2 separate regions of the Triticum aestivum genome follow, and region 1 is linked to region 2. The links are chromatin contacts, called in public Hi-C maps. All regions are on one chromosome and are shown on one strand. Each heading gives the region's core, a stretch centred on a gene start, on an enhancer-like site or on the middle of the called end of the contact. The rest is flanking DNA. Distances are from core to core; before and after follow the strand shown.

Region 1 (2,700 bases), core at 29-2,528, 160 kb before region 2:
GCGCCGTGCGCGTGACCTCCTCGTGCACGCGCCTCTCGCAGCGCGGGTTGGCGGCGAGGAGCCAGAAGAACCAGGTGAGGGCGGAGGACGTGCTGTCCTTCCCGGCCAGCACGAAGCTCACCACCACGTCCCGCAGGAACCGCCGCTTCGCATCCGGCGAGCCGAACAACTCGCCGAGCTCTCTGCCGGCAGCGGCGGTGGATTCTGCGTCCAGCGCCGACGCGAACCGCGACAGGAGGTGCTGCTCGTGCTCGCCGTCCTCGGCCGGGGACGACGGCTGCTCTGCCTCCAGCATCCCCATCACATACTCGTCGATGACCCCGATGGCCTCGCGCATCCGCCGCTCGCTCCCGACGTTGGCCAGCCTCATCGCCCTCCACAGCAGGGTCGTCGGGTGGAGTATCCGCGCGAAGGAGATCTCGACGGCGTCGTCGAACGCCGCGAAGAACGCCTCGTGCCTCCGGCTGCGGCGATCCCCTGCCTCGAGCTCGAGCAGAGTGGAGCTCTCGACGCCGAAGGCCACGCCGCAGATGTTGTCGAAGGAGAAGCGCCGGAGCACGTCCTGCAGGTCCAGGGCCACGCCGGAGCCCGCGGAGGCGTCGAGGAGCGGGAGGAGGCGGCAGTGGAGGTGCTCCCGGAGCACCCGCCCGGAGAAGCGGCGGAGCGAGCGGGACGAGAAGGAGTAGGAGGCGACCTTGCGCTGGAGGCTCCAGAGGCGGCCGTCGGCGAGGAAGATGCCGCGGCCGAGGAGGTCGGCGAAGGGGACCGCGAAGCGCGCGCCCTTGACGTAGTTGGGGAAGTTGGCGCGCAGGAGGTGGTCGACGGCCTCCGGTCTGGCGGTGGCGACGCCGCTGCCGAGGCCGAGCGGGCCGCGGACCTCGATGGTGGAGGCCGGGGACTCCGCGAGCTGGTCCGTGGCCCAGTCGAGGAAGCGGTGCAGGTTGCGGAGGAGCGGCACGGTGTTGCCGAGGACCCGGTTCGGGTGCGGACAGTGGTTCGCGCTCGCCGCGGCCGGTGGGACACGGCGCCGCCGGAGGTAGACGGCGAGGAGGACAGGGAGCAGCAGCAGCAGCAGCGCGATGCTCCCGTCGTCCATGACCTCCATGATTGACTGGCGTGGTGGTTGGTCGGCACGTACGTACAGTCCTAGTCTCGTGATAAACGCCGACTTTTCTTGTGGACGGTGATGGGTCGAGTTTGTGATCGCAACAGGGAAGACGAAGACCTGTGAGGCTGTGACCAACACGGTGGTCGTCGAAGCTGGCGGATTCTGCTCAGCGCGCGTCATCTGTCAGCGGTGGCCGACGGTTGAGCCGGAGCCGGGGAAGATACACGTGAGCTAGGAGGATGATCAATGGATGCTCTCGTTCGAATGGTTGTAGCATCGCGAAGATATCTATTACAGCTAGCATATGTACCAACAAGATATCTAAAGATGGTGTAAAAAAATGTCCAACGGTATTAAGGATGCACATAGCTAAAAAAAAAAGAAAAGAAAAAGATCCCCCCAGTGGTCAATCGCTAGCATCAGCAGCACTCTAACAACCATGGAAGACAACGGCGGATTACAAAAGAGGTTCTCCAAAGACAACGTGTTCAATAAGGAAATAATGCATAAACGTGGTCGTTGCCCGATCAAAGATCTTGAGTTTCACCTGGAGAAAGTCTGAGTTTCCAAAAACATTGCCTTCACCAAAACCATTCCCAGAGACAACAAATAAATGCTAGATCTTGGATTTTCACCCTGAAAATCGACACTCGGTACTCAAGGAGCACCACAAAAAATGCAATCCTCCAGTGCTGCTGCCCCCGCTTGCCGAGACTGCTGTTGAAAACCACCAAACATCTGGCACACAGTCACCATCGCATCCATGTATATGTAAGAAAAACATCAAATAATGAACTTTATATATCTGCACACATGCTTATGTCTCTTAACTACTCCCTCCATTCCACAATGTAGTGCCTATAGATTTTTATAAAAGTCAAACTTTGCCAACTTTGACTAAGTGTGTAGAGAAAACTGTCTACATCTACAATATCAAACATTTACATTCTGAAAATATAACTCACGATGTATCCAATGTTGTGCAATTGGTATTCTAGATGTACCTACTTTTCTCTATAGATATAGTCAAAGTTTGTAATGTTTGACTTTTTTAAAAATCTATAAGCACTATATTATGGAACGAAGGGAGTAGTATATAGAACAAATTGATTATTTAAAACTTCTAAATATCGTCTTCCAACTTTGAAACTCATGTAGATATTTAAGGATATTATGGATACATAAATGTTTCAACACACTAGGACATATTAAGGGCAATATTAATTTTCGGATTAATGTGGTACCGTCGGTTTCTTAAATCTATATTAAAATTCATTGCAACAATATATATATATATATATATATATATATATATATACATATTTTCGGACATCTACCGTGAATTGGAAAATAATGTAGTTTATGTTCAACATAAGAAATAAATTTTAAATAATACTTTTTTGCACACAGAATAATAAATATTAGAATGCATGACAAATATGTACCTTAAAATAATGTTGTTCCAATTAGAAAAAAATGTTGTTTCTGATTTCGGTCCAATTCTGTGTTAGTCCAGTGATTATTTAAAGTTTTTTTTTGACGAGAAAACTTCCAATCTATACATCTTCAATCATGGCAGTACAATGAACACC
Region 2 (2,700 bases), core at 90-2,589:
CGGAGCTCGGGTTAGCCCGCCTCAATGCGAGCCCGAAACTTGGCGTCCGCCACGTTACAGCACTGTGCACCCACGATAGCTTCCTGTACCACATTGTCGCCATCTGGACCATGCCAACGGCAGAGGGCAGGCGAGAGATGCAAAATATGGGTTTGGATGACGGATGCAAACGAGTGGGTTCGACAACATACAATGGATTGGAACTAGGGGCTCATACATTAGGGCTAGGGGTAGGGTTTTGGGGGAGGCCGGCCGGCTTTAGATAGCCGGGACATGTAAAGCGGCGAAGTTCCAGGTAAGCATCAATGTCAACTTGAACTTTGGCGGGCTGTGGATATCACTGTGCGACAGATGGAATGATTCGAGCACGCTATGTTTTTCACTTTGGAGAAGAAGAGAAGGCGAGCACGCGGTCGAGTAAAGAATCGCCCAACGTCAGGGCCTGGGTATATATACGAGTATTCTTTTTTTTTCCTAGAGGCGAGGGAGTATAGTTTTTGTTGTTGTTGATTAGGAATGGAATGCACCTATATTATCTGGAGTAGTTTGGAGACTGACACCGACGCGACCGGGCAAAACAATGGCTCCAGCCGGCCAAACCGCACGACGCATTCGTAGCCATATGCTCCCTCCGTTCGGAATTACTCGTTGAAGAAATGGATATATCTAGATGTATTTTAGTTATAGATGCATCCATTTTTGTGACAAGTAATTCCGAACGGAGGGAGTAGTATATACATACACACACTTGTCTGCGCCATTTCAAACGCAAGAAAACAAACACAAACTTGTCGCCGTCCGTCAAATCAAAAGGAAAAGAACACGAAACGTGCAAGGAATCGTCAACCGGCCCGGTTGGAAGAAGGAGAAGAAAACGTATGCCACAGCAGCACAGATATATCCTCCTCCCTTCTCTCTCTCGAAGGAGAAAAAAACAAGACATATTCTTCTCCTGCCGGACAAGGCAGCCGAATATACTATTCGTCACCGGCCACTGCCAGTGTGTATGTATGTGTACGTACTGCTCTGACCTGCTCGTGATGCTGCGCGCGCCATGTGGCACTTATTGTATGCCGTGTGGTACACTTGTACCAGGCCAGGTCGGGGGGCGATGGGTGATGATGGCCGCCACTGGGCGGGCGGCCGGGCGTGGGTCCGACCGACCGACCGACCGGGGCGGGCTTGGCTCGGCTGGCTGGCTGGCTGGATCCATGGGCATGGGCGTGCCATGCTCACGCAGCAGCATCTGCATCCACGAGCGCGACCATTATTACCCCCGTGCGGTGGCACGAGCCCCCCTCCTATGCACCACCGCCCCGCCCAGCTCAGCCCAGCCAACCCGTCCTCCCTCCTTGCCTTTCCTTCCCTTCCCTTCCCTTCCTTCCCACACACGCGGTCGGACGCCCCCTTTCCCTCCTCACTCTCGCCTCGCCATCCCTCCCTCCCTCCCTCCCCACCGGCGTCGGACGAGCCCCTCCCGCTCCGGTTACCTGTCGCCGGCTTCCTCCCACCGCCGGATCAGCGCTCCCGCGTCGGCGGATCTACGCGGGCGGCGCGGCGCCGCTCCGCGCGGGGACGCTCCCTATTCGTCGGCGGGCCCACCGGTCTCCCCTCCGCAGCCTGGGTAAGCCGATTCCCGTGCCCTCGCCTCGCTCCATAGATCCTCCGCTTCTCCTCCCTTCCTCGCGCCCCCTCGCCGCCGGATTACGGCGCCAGGCGCCGAGAGCCCGCGGCTGGGCCCCGCGCCGGCCGGGATCGTCGGCAGGATCGGGGATCACGCGCTCGGATCCGCCGCGGCAATGGCCGCCCCCGCTAGATCGCGAGATCCGGGCCATTATTCCGTGATCCACGCGTTACATATGCACCTGTCCGGATTTGAATGCTCATTTATTTTGCTGTCGTGCGTTGGGCAACTGGCTGAATTTCAGACTGTCACTCTCCCTCCGCACACTTATAAACTTTTATTTATTTTGCTCACCACATCGGCCTCGCAGCTGCCGGCCATTGTATGCAAGTTACATTCCCCATGTTGCAATTGACAGCTCACAGTCGGAAAAAAGGAAGGCTACCACCACCTGGACTGGATACATGTTTGCCGGAATCGATTACTCGAGTTCAGGATGTCCATGGAAAATTACTTGGATCAACTGTTTGATCCTTCGTGTTTAACACTTGAAACTAGCACTTTAACACAGGTTATCATTGCTAGATAGCTCATCTCCTTCAACTACACGCCTACATTTGGTTGGGACCAACTTTTTGAACAAGATCAAATAGCCGTTCAAATGCATCGATCATTGCAGCAAAAGCCTTGGCCATGTGCTGGTTGCGTGACCACGGCGGACTCCTATGCGCGCAGGGGAAGTTGTGCTCCTCTGCTGACGTCGGAGCGGGGTGGGAAGAGGGGACTCCTGTGTCATGGGGTTAGGAGAGAGTGATACTTCTGAAAAAAAATGCTGATGCCAACATAAATCTGAATACAGCTATTTTTACAGCGTAAGCTTTTTTTTTAAATGAAAATTATGCAGTGATGGATATATGCTGCCCAAGAGAGTGACTGAGAGAGAGCACGTCAATGCTGATTCATAAGCATTGTCCATGGCTTGATGTATTCTACTCAGCATCTCACACACGACTTCATTAGTTATCTTATCTGCAGTTGGTTGGAGTTTTTTTTCTTCTATTTCCTTGTTGGAGTAA

The links. A called contact is a pair of places that touch in the nucleus more often than the background predicts.
Region 1: a contact with region 2 is called in a Hi-C map of leaf, with 4 times the contacts expected there. The contact joins the promoter of LOC123066669 here to the promoter of LOC123072515 in region 2. A contact is called at or near these places in 2 of 5 Hi-C or Micro-C datasets (both in leaf).

What each region holds. Positions count from the first base shown.
Region 1 is chr3B:799,445,214-799,447,913 of IWGSC CS RefSeq v2.1, reverse strand. LOC123066669 (cytochrome P450 94A1-like) reads right to left here and starts at 1,278. Exons shown (of 1, transcript XM_044489709.1): 1 at 1-1,278. The coding sequence starts at 1,105.
Region 2 is chr3B:799,289,371-799,292,070 of IWGSC CS RefSeq v2.1, reverse strand. It overlaps LOC123072515 (villin-2), which reads left to right and starts at 1,339. Exons shown (of 24, transcript XM_044496081.1): 1 at 1,339-1,624.